Regions from separate parts of the Mus musculus genome. Here all the other regions are linked to region 2. A link is a contact called in public HiChIP or PLAC-seq data. All regions are on one chromosome and are shown on one strand. Each heading gives the region's core, a stretch centred on a gene start, on an enhancer-like site or on the middle of the called end of the contact. The rest is flanking DNA. Distances are from core to core; before and after follow the strand shown. Region 1 has its middle 3.8 kb from the start of Gm33588. Region 2 overlaps Ubxn8 (UBX domain protein 8). Region 3 has its middle 81 kb from the start of Gm33281.

Region 1 (3,816 bases), core at 651-3,150, 340 kb before region 2:
GCCGGACATGCTATTGCATGCCTTTAATCTCAGAATTCTGGAGGCAGAGGCAGGCAGATATCTGTGAGATGGAACGAAGGTAGCCTGATCTACATAGCGAGTTTGAGGTCAGCCAGGACTAAGTAAGATTAAAATCAAATGTTGTCTCCCAGCAACCACATGGTGGCTCACAACCATCTATAATGAGTCCTGCTGTGTCTGAAGACAGTAACAGTGTACCCACATACGTTAAATAAATATGGCCAGAGTGAATGGGGCTGGAGCAAACAGGGCCCGGGAAAAAGGGGAAAAAAAATCAAGTTGTGTCATGAGAAGGCTTTAAAACTGCTAGAGTTATAAATTAAACAGAACCGGAACCATCTTCTTATAAAACAAAGAGTTCCATCAAGTTCGGAAAAGGGCTTTTAGAGACCACACCTGTGCACTCAAATAGACCAGGAAGAAAATGGATGTTGACAACATTCAAAAGAGAACTTCTGACCTTTCAGTTGCTTACCCATACTTCCAAACATCCAAGACTATCACGCCTTATTATAGCTGCTCAGTTCCTTTCCTTCCCTCCTCTCCCACCTATCACTCCCACCCTCTCTGCCTCCTCCTCCCTCCTCCTCCTTCTCTGCCTCCTCCTCCCTCCCCCCCCCCCTTCCCTCTTCCTCTGCAAGACTCTGGCAAGCCATAGCTTACCAGGGACGCCCTGAGTGAGCCAGCAGAGATGCAAAAAGCAAGAGGAACTTATTGTTCCAACGAGTTGGGGGTCACCCTACACCTGAAGGAGAGACGGTGACACGCCCCCACCACCCGCCAGCCCATTTGGTCAGTCTGTATACAGTTTTCAGAGCAGCAGCCATTAGGCACAATGTGATTGGCAGAACAGTGTGACTTTTTAAACTGATTGGTCTCTAGGGAATGAGGAGTCAAGGACTTCTCCTGTCCATAGGTGGCCAAGGTCTACCCTGCAGAATGTGTCCCCACCTGAAGGTCGATGTCATCCTCCTCACTCCCACCCCACCCCCACCCTTCACCCCTGTGGTCTGAAGAATGCTAATTAGCCTCTTCCTTCTGGAGGGGCAAGGATTCTAGAACCTTCCCAAAGTTCCTGAGCTAACCTCTTCACCGCCTCCCTCCTTCTCTCCCTCCTTTCTTTCTTTCTTTCTTTCTTTCTTTCTTTCTTTCGTTCGTTCGTTCGTTCGTTCGTTCTTTCTTTCTTTCTTCCTTTCTTCCTTTTCTTTCTTTCTTTCTTTCTTTCTTTCTTTCTTTCTTTCTTTCTTTCTTTCTTTCTCTCTTTCCTTTCTTAGTGGTTAGATGTGATGTTTCCTTTGAGTTTGCCTGGTATGGGATTAGAGTGAACCCTATGCCAAAATTAGCAGAAGCGCCCTTCAAAGAAGAGAAGGGTCACCACGGGGAGGAAAGAAGAGTCGCGGGTCAGCCTGGTAGTGTTTGCTCTGGGCACAAAAGGAACAAAACACACCCATACACTACTAGTGCCAAATTAGCCTAGCAACTGGGGTGCCAACCCTGGACCTGCCCAGGGTCAGAGCCCCCACTGAAGCAGGAAAAGATTAAGGACATATGTAAAAGAGAAAGGGGACCCTCACCCCAAGGTGACCAAATTAGCAACTCACCAGCTAGGAAAAAAAGGATTTTAACACAACTAACAAACTCCTTCAAAGGATGTTTATATGCAGACAACACTCATATAGACACTGCAAATAAAAATATTAAAATAGCAAGGAGGCTTCCCTGAGGCCAGAGCACATATGACCTTCAAGCCTTATTCCCTTGCCAGCTGGGAACCTGAAACTTCCTGGGAACCTCAAAAATAAGATTAGAGGAAGCCTGTTTACAGTCAACAGATCCTACCCACCTCAGGACCTGTACCGTGAGGATTCCTTTAACCCCTTTGCCCTCTGCTCTTTATGAGCCTGTAATCTTACCCGGCACGCAGCGCCCATCACACAATAGACTCATTTACTAAATGGAAAAACAAATCAAGAAAGTTAAAAGCCTCGTGAACGATGTGACTGACGTCAGAAACCAGCAATACCCTGCACAAGATGGTTGTCCAGGGTGTGCATTAGCCTTCATTGTCCTTCTCCCAAGGTTCTGGGTTCTGTCTGTCTATCTGTCTGTCTGCCTTTCTCTCTCTCTCTCCCTTCCTCCCTCCCTCCCTCCCTCCCTCCCTCTCCCTCTCTCCTCTCTCAGAGCGCTCACCCCCCCTCTCTCAGCACACTCACCCCTTTCTCTCTTCCTCTCCTCACTCCCTCCCTCCCTTTTTTCCTATGGTGACTTCCCTGGCCTAGGGCCCTAACCCTAACTCTAACCCTAACCCCTGAACTCGCCCCACCGGAGAGCAGCTTCCCAATAAATCTGCCTTTAATATAATCTAATCTGGCTCAAATTGGCTCATTTTACCGACAGCAGAGAAATAACCTATCACCTTTGTGTGTGAGTGTATGTGTTAAATAAATACACATGTGTGTCGAGATTTAGACCCAGGACAAATGGCTGAGGTACATATTTTACATACCCAAGTGGACCTGGGCCCGAGGTACTCCCCGAATGCCCCAGCCCCTATCAGCTATAGGATATGGCTGGCACACCCCGCTCTCTATGTTAAACTTTCCAGCCCAGGGGCTGGGCTCCCCTCCCCCGGAGGCTCTTCCCTATATACTCCAGACATTTTTTCCTCTTCTCTCTTCCGCCTCTCTACATTTTCCCTCTCTCTGTGCATGCAAATTCTTCTACTCTTTCCCATGGCAACCTCCCTGGTCTCCTTCCTTGCCTTGAATTGGATCATTTTACTGTTATAGAATACTCATCATTGTGTGTGCCTGCGCTTGTGCGTGTGCACAGAGGTTAGAGGACTTCAAATGTCTTCTATTCCTACCTTTATAAAAATTTTACTTGAGCCGGGCGTGGTGGCGCACGCCTTTAATCCCAGCACTTGGGAGGCAGAGGCAGGCGGATTTCTGAGTTCGTGGCCAGCCTGGTCTACAAAGTGAGTTCCAGGACAGCCAGGACTATACAGAGAAACCCTGTCTCAAAAACACCAAAAAAAAAAAAAATTTTTTTTTTTACTTGAGATTCCATTTCTATTTGATTTATTTGATCTGTGGGAGTATGTGTATATATACTAGTATACTGCGCATGCAGTACCCGAGGAGGTCAGAAGAGGGCGTCATCCCCTCGGGAACTGGAGTTGTGAATGGCTGTTTATGAGCCAAACAGGACCTAAGCTTGTTGAGAACGCCAACAAATGCTTTTTACCCCGGAGACCTCTCTACAGCCCTTCCACCTTATTTTTTGAGGCAAGGTCTCTCACTAAGCCTGGAGCTTGCCGTTTTTAAGCTGGTTGGACAGTGTGCTCCCTACGATCAGTCTAACGCTGCCCAGCAACCCAGGGATCATAGGCGCGTGCGGCCATACTCTTCTTGTATGTGGGTGCTGGGCTCTTGCTCTTCTGAAGTTCTTTTCCTGAACTATCCCAGATTCACCTAAGTAAAGGTCTGCAAAAGGACTTTTGTAGATCTTTTTGTAGGCACAGCATGGCCTGCACCTCTTGCCTCCCCCTACCACCACCGCCACAAGGATCAAGGACACACACCCAAGGACAGATACCTGCCTCAGCCCCGGGTGGGAGGCCAGTGCTGCAGGAGGCTGGGGAGTGCATCCCAGCGTAGTCTGAGGCTCTGCCCAGTCTTCAGAGGCAGTCAGCCAGAGGCTGGCATGTCCTAAGTCTGCAGATCTCCCCTGGCGTCGCCACTGAGGCTTTGAACTAGGAGAAACGCAAGGAATGGGAAAGAGGGAGACTGTACA
Region 2 (3,536 bases), core at 101-2,600:
AATTTTTTATTTTATTTTATTTTTTTGTTTTTCGAGACAGGGTTTCTCTGTGTAGCCCTGGCTGTCCTGGAACTCACTCTGTAGACCAGGCTGGCCTCGAACTCAGAAATCCGCCTGCCCCTGCCTCCCAAGTGCTGGGATTAAAGGCATGCGCCACCATGCCTGTCAGATGTAGATATTTTAGGAAGCCTTTTAAACCCTAGATGCATGTAGCCTGTTGAACAGGGTTCTTCTTGAGAGTTCTCATATGTCCATTTCATATTTCTTTAGGTTCCTGATTTACCTGAAGAACCATCAGAAACAGCTGAAGAGGTACGCCGCCGTTTCTCTTAACTCCCTTTCCTTTGTCTGACATCAGGCAAGTCCTGCCTCCCCATGGACATGGGGAGAAGAGCGGGTTCCTGGCAGTTGCCTTGGAATCAGGTCTGAGCTTGGCATCAGATAGATGCTCAGCTGAGTGCTGCTGTGTGGGAGGGTACAGCCCGGCTTACTGCTAACAGCAGTACTGACACAGGCTTCCCTGTAGTCCTCTACTTAAGATGCAGCCTGCAGCTGCTGGTGCAGTTAGAGAGAGGTCTGCTGTGGCTGGGCTGGGACAGGATAGATTCTGCACCTGCCTGTCACCGTTTGTCTTTTCTGCTCCTGGCTGGCTTAGTTACAGATGACGGTCTGATGCAGGGGACCATGTGCCTTTAGAACCATGAAGTTATTAGTCAGCATGCCTAGAAAGAGAACTGTCTGCATCCCATGAAGTTTAGCATCCATTAGACTCCTAAGAAAACAGCTTTTGAAGCAGCCATGCATGTTACTACTTTGGAAAATCTGAAGCTTTCTCACAGATAAAGATAATTGAGAGCAATCCAGATACGGAATCCCCAGGAGAAAGACATTTGTGTGTGTGTGTGTGCCTGCAAGAGTTTGTGCCCCACACGAGTGCAGGTGCCCACGGAGGCCAGGGGCGGTTGTTAGATTCCCTAGGACGGGGTTGCTGGCGGTTGTGAATCACCTGATGTGGGTGTTGGCAACTGAACCCAGGTCCTCTGCAGAAGCAGCACATGCTCTCCAGCCCCTTTAAAATACACACAGTTTTTTCTTTTAGATTTTATTGTGGAGTTCTCAAGGGTCCTGCCTGTGGTTTAACAATAGAGGCATGGGGACATCTGTAGAGTATAAGGCTTGTTTGCTGAGGGCAGGCCTCAGCTAGCCCATCTGACTTAACCTAACTGCCCCACCATTACACCTCTGCACGTGGCTCTCCTTGCTGTACGTCCTTGCTCTTCTCCTGATGAGCAAGCCTCCGTCTCTGACTTTCTCTCTCTCCAGTGGTTCTGCCCCAGCTCCAGCAGCTAGCTCTTTATTATGCAAAAAGTCACATTTATTCATTCCATCTGAACCAAGCAGCCCCAGGACAATGCCTGGTCCATCTCTCTGTTGCCTTTTGGCATTAAGGGCTAAGTGGCTTCCCCTGCTGCAGCCTGCCTTTTGGGGCAGGTATGAAAGTGACAAATATTTACATATTCTGCTATCCTGGAGTAGAAATTAACAATTGAGAAAACAGGGACACCTTTTTTTTCTTTAAGATTTATTATTATACGTAAGTACAGTATAGCTGTTTTCAGACACACCAGAAGAGGGCGACAGATCTCATTACGGATGGTTGTGAGCCACCATGTGGTTGTTGGGATTTGAACTCAGGACCTACGGAAGAACAGTCAGTGCTCTTAACCGCATGAGCCATCTCACCAGCCCAGGGGCACCTTTCTTATTCAGTTGATAAGATATCCCCAAATCATTTGATATGTATGAGTGTTTTGCCTGAATATATGTCTGTCTGTCCACCACATGCATGCCCATTATCTTAAGACTATTATTGCTGTGAAGGGACACCATGACCTTGGCAACTCTATAAAGGAAAACTTTAATTTGGACTGGCATACAGTTCCAGAGGTTTAGTCCATTATCTTTTTTAAAAAAAAATTTATTTTTTTATTATATATAAGTATACTGTAGCTGTCTTCAGACACCCCAGAAGAGGGCATCAGATCTCATCACGGATGGTTGTGAGCCACCATGTGGTCGCTGGGATTTGATCTTGGGAAGAGCAGTCAGTGCTCCTAACCAGAGCCATCGCTCCAGCCCTGTTTAGTCCATTATCATCGTGGTGGGAAACATGGCAGCATCCAGGCAGACATGGTACTGGAGATGGAGCTGAGAGTTCTACATCTTGATTCATAGAAAACAGAAGACTGTGTCACTGAGTGTAGTGACACACTTCCTCTAACAAGGCCACACCTCCTACTAGTATCACTCCCTATGGCCAAGCATTCAAACACATGCGTCTATGGGGCTAACTATTCAAACCACCACACCTGTGCATGTCCAAAGAGTGCATCATAACCCTAGGGTTGGGGTTAGTTTGTCAGCTGCTATGTAGGTGCTGGGAATTGAACTTGGGTCTTCTGGGAGATCAGCCAGTGTGCGTAACCATCTCTTCTACCTACTTACACATTTTTTTTTTTTTTGAGGTAGTTTCATGTAGTCAAGGATGTCCTCAGACCCACTGTGTAGTTGCAGATCATCTTGAGCGTCTGGTCCTCTTGGCTCTACCTTTGCAGCTAGGAAGGAACTGCTTGTACCACCATATGTGGTATAGAGTTAGGTCCTGGTTCTTCTTCCTAGCCACATGCTCTCAGAAATAAGACTCAGACTCAAAAGTATATTTATATATACCTTGGCCATACAGCTAGGCTCTACTCTGAGTAGATCATAGCTAAAATAACCCAATTATTTTAACCTACATTCTGTCACGTGACTGCATTCAGCTACCATGCATCCTTCTCCTTACCTCATCCCAGGTGGATAGCCAGTCTGGCTCTATCCCAGAATCCTTTGTCTCCTGGGTGCTCTACCCTCCATTTCCATTTCCTGCCCAAGCTATAGACCCTATGGCTTTTAAATTGACAGGTGGTGCATCCATATAGTACACATGATGCTCTCTCCAGTGTGGTGCATGGGGTGGTGGGTAGTGAACCCAGGGCGTTGTGTTGCTAGGCACTCTTATACCAGCTGAGCCTTATCCCCAGGCTAGCTAGAGTTCCCATCTGGACTTCTGTCTTGTTCCTGAGATGAGATCTTGCTTTGTCACTTAGGCTGGCCTCAGATTTGCATCTTCCTACCTGGGCATCCTGTGTGGACCATAGGTCTGGGTGACCACTGTAGCTTACGTTTGTTTTTTTTGTTTGTTTGTTTTTTGGGGGAAGGGGGTTTTCGAAGACAGGGTCTCTCTGTATAGCCCTGGCTGGCTTTGAACTCAGAAATCCGCCTGCCTCTGCCTCCCGAGTGCTGGGATTAAAGGTGTGCGCCACCACGCCCAGTGTAGCTTACATTTGTAATCCACAGGTAGTTACTGTTGCCCTTCGATGCCCAAATGGACGTGTTCTGAGGAGAAGATTTTTCAAGTCGTGGAATTCACAGGTGAGGAAACCAATGTTTTCAGAAATATTGTCTTATGAAATTTGTCAACATTGTGTTCAAAT
Region 3 (3,434 bases), core at 411-2,910, 390 kb after region 2:
TGATGGATGTAAACCGAATTAATAAAAAGTTCTTTAGGACCCTATATTTTTAAGAATGTGAAGGGCCTTGCAACATAATGTTTTGAAAGCTATCAGAGTATGTTATTTGTTATATGGGTATACTATGAATTCTTTAGCTGACTGCATATTGTCGGGTAGTACATAATTTTTTCCTACTAACTGGAACAGCATTGCTTTGACTTTTTGCTTTTTGTTTTGTTTTGTTTCTGTCATCGAGACTTTCATTATGTGGTCTCTAGGCTTGCTTTAGACTTGTGACCTGGGCTTGGGGATTACAGATGTGCCCATGCCCAGGACTGAATGGTCTTAAAATGAAACTCCTGCAGTACAGCCGAGGCTGAGGCCTCGCGGGATCTGCCTGTTTGTTTAAGCCTTATTCCATCTTTCTGTGTCCTTAAAGATGCTCAAGATGGCATGATGTCCTCATTAGCTCTTCTTTTCTCTTACAAGACTCTCTGTTAACCATGGCAAAGTCCTCAGTCTTTCCCTCCTGTTCAATGGAAGGGCTGGGGTAGCTCAGAGGCAGGGGGCTCACCGAGTGCACTCCCACCCCAGCACTGCCCTGTATACTAAATGCCAAGAGCCATTTAGGAGAAGCTGGAAACTAGTAGTCGATCTTCCTGAGATGGTTCTGCCATAGACTGTCAATCTATGGTGGATTTGCTTCTCTAGGATAGGCTGAGGAACAATTCCTGCTATTAATATGCTTTTTTGTTATTACCAAATATATAACAATTACTAGGTATTGGCCCACCAGTTTGAGCAGGTTTTTGCAGACCTATGAAGATATGCTATCTTGTAGTGATGCTATATAGACAAAAAAATAATGATTCTTTAGAATTCCTGATGTAATCCAAATAATTTTAGGAAGAAAGTTTTTAGAGATGGTCTTTTTTTTTTTAAAGATCTATTTATTTATTATATGTAAGTACACTGTAGCTGTCTCCAGACACTCCAGAAGAGGGTGCCAGATCTTGTTAAAGATGGTTGTGAGCCACCATATGGTTGCCAGGAACTGAACTCAGGACCTTCGGAAGAGCAGTCAGTGCTCTTAACCGCTGAGCCATCTCTCCAGCCCTTGAGATGGTCTTAGTTGCTAGAAAGATGTAATAAAGTTAAAATCAAGAATAGAATGTACCCACTCCTCAGAATAGTAAGTAAAGGCTGCATAATAAGAAATACAGTGAGCTTCCAAAATCACACTAAAAAAAGAAACGGACTTGGGACAATTTCGTGTCCAAGGAAAAACATTTAGGTCCAAAGATAAAGTCACAGGTGTGTACTATGATAAAGCAAGGCCATGCAAAAACTGTCACATCCATCCATCCATCCACCCACCCAAATGTGTGTGTCTGTTTGTCTACATGTTTGTGTGTAGGTATATGTATATGTGTAAGCATGCATGAATACTTGTGGAGTTGATTGTGACAGACGGTCAGCCCCAGGCACAGTATGGGTGTATGAATGCTTGAATGTTCACGAGTCTGTGCATATTTGCCTATATAAAGCATCTTAATTCTTTTCCTTTCCTTCCTCTCTGGTTCGCAAAGAGTTAACCAGCATAGCCGGAGAGGCTTCTGGCTCATTCACTAGAGAAAAGCACACCAGCAATAAATCCTTTTATTTAACTCCCTGCTGTTTCATGTTGAGGTGCTAAACACCAGAGAGTGCAGTTTCTGGCCTCTGAGGCAGGTCAGCTACCATTGCCAAGGAACTCAGACCTAAGACTAGCAAGCATTTTATTATAGAAAAGGCAACCCTAAATATCTCACAAGACCAAGTCTTGCCCCCACTGATGCTCTTCCCCTTCCACTTACCCCAAGAGAGAACCAAGAAAGAACAGCCGAGATGGCCCCAGCAACTAAAGACTATGGCCCCCATCCCAGCATTGCCTAGTAAACTAAAGCTGTGACTTTAATCCCAGGTACTGCCACAACATCTTTACTGGTTTGCTTAACATCGGGAGTGCACTATACAGTCTCTTTTAACTGCTCCAATTTACCAAACAGTGCATCCCACTTCCGATGTACTAGAACTTGTGCTTACTATGTTTATGTTTGATATATCCCACTTGAAAATAAATTTAACAGAGGAGGAGGGATTTATGTCTGTTTTTGAAAGTATAACAAAGTAAAAACAAAATTCTAGGCCTTTAGGCCTAGGCTTGGGAATGTGACCTCTGTGACTCATTGCTCCAAGGTATGCTAATCATAAAACAGATAGTGACATTCCTCCACCCACCTGCTTCCTGGGTTCAAAGAGTGTTCATTCAAAGAAAGTCACCTTGACCATTGCTGGAACCCACTATGCAAATGTGCTATTGTTGGGGCTCTTAGAAACCTGCACAATTACCAGGTATTCCTTGCGACTCTTGTGACTTTGCACTTCCTTGGGACTCTTTTTTTTTTTTTTTTTTTTTTTTCAGGCATCATTCTGTCATCTTTATTGCTAAAACTTCTTGTAGTGGCTTCCTGATCTTTGGTATACAAAAGACCAGGAAGCCACTCCAAGTATATGAGGATTCAAGTTTATCATGAGAGTATCATGAGAGAAAGGAAACCCACTACAGACATTTTGAACAGGAATTATCTTATTGATATTTTAATACTCTAAATAGCCTTGCCTTGTAATGATCTACCTTTTTTTTCTTTCCATTTTTTATTAGGTATTTAGCTCATTTACATTTCCAATGCTATACCAAAAGTCCCCCATACCCACCCACCCCCACTCCCCTACCCGCCCACTCCCCCTTTTTGGCCCTGGCGTTCCCCTGTTCTGGGGCATATAAAGTTTGTGTGTCCAATGAGCCTCTCTTTCCAGTGATGGCCGACTAGGCCATCTTTTGATACATATGCAGCTAGAGTCAAGAGCTCCGGGGTACTGGTTAGTTCATAATGTTGATCCACCTATAGGGTTGCAGATCCCTTTAGCTCCTTGGGTACTTTCTCTGGCTCCTCCATTGGGAGCCCTGTGATCCATCCATTAGCTGACTGTGGGCATCCACTTCTGTGTTTGCTAGGCCCCGGCATAGTCTCACAAGAGACAGCTACATCTGGGTCCTTTCGATAAAATCTTGCTAGTGTATGCAATGGTGTCAGCGTTTGGATGCTGATTATGGGGTGGATCCCTGGATAAGGCAGTCTCTACATGGTCCATCCTTTCATCTCAGCTCCAAACTTTGTCTCTGTAACTCCTTCCAAGGGTGTTTTGTTCCCACTTCTAAGGAGGGGCAGAGTGTCCACACTTCAGTCTTCATTTTTCTTGAGTTTCATGTGTTTAGGAAATTGTATCTTATATCTTGGGTATCCTAGGTTTTGGGCTAATATCCACTTATCAGTGAGTACATATTGTGTGAGTTCCTTTGTGAATGTGTTACCTCACTCAGGATGATGCCCTCCAGGTCCATCCATTTG

The links. HiChIP or PLAC-seq counts read pairs in DNA pulled down with a chosen protein or histone mark.
Region 1: an H3K27ac HiChIP or PLAC-seq map of embryonic stem cells shows a contact between it and region 2, with 2.1 times the contacts expected there. The contact joins two enhancer-like sites. A contact is called at or near these places in 1 of 115 datasets of contacts at active chromatin or transcription factors (embryonic stem cells) and 1 of 9 other capture datasets (adipose tissue).
Region 3: an H3K27ac HiChIP or PLAC-seq map of embryonic stem cells shows a contact between it and region 2, with 5 times the contacts expected there. The contact joins two enhancer-like sites. A contact is called at or near these places in 2 of 484 Hi-C or Micro-C datasets (bone marrow-derived macrophages and embryonic limb bud) and 3 of 115 datasets of contacts at active chromatin or transcription factors (all in embryonic stem cells).

The regions. Positions count from the first base shown.
Region 1 is chr8:33,958,490-33,962,305 of GRCm38.p6, reverse strand. No RefSeq gene overlaps it. Among named protein-coding and RNA genes, the nearest start is that of Gm33588, 3.8 kb to the left of the region's middle. Within about 2 kb of position 1,900, at least 13 of the 459 cell types and tissues checked have an H3K27ac peak or open chromatin away from gene starts, as enhancers often do. A contact at or near this core is called in embryonic stem cells, where this site is marked.
Region 2 is chr8:33,623,100-33,626,635 of GRCm38.p6, reverse strand. Ubxn8 (UBX domain protein 8) reads left to right here. Exons shown (of 8, transcript NM_178648.2): 6 at 271-312; 7 at 3,400-3,474. Among named protein-coding and RNA genes, the nearest start is that of Ubxn8, 17 kb to the left of the region's middle. Within about 2 kb of position 1,350, at least 38 of the 459 cell types and tissues checked have an H3K27ac peak or open chromatin away from gene starts, as enhancers often do. A contact at or near this core is called in embryonic stem cells, where this site is marked.
Region 3 is chr8:33,229,142-33,232,575 of GRCm38.p6, reverse strand. No RefSeq gene overlaps it. Among named protein-coding and RNA genes, the nearest start is that of Gm33281, 81 kb to the right of the region's middle. Within about 2 kb of position 1,660, at least 6 of the 459 cell types and tissues checked have an H3K27ac peak or open chromatin away from gene starts, as enhancers often do. A contact at or near this core is called in embryonic stem cells, where this site is marked.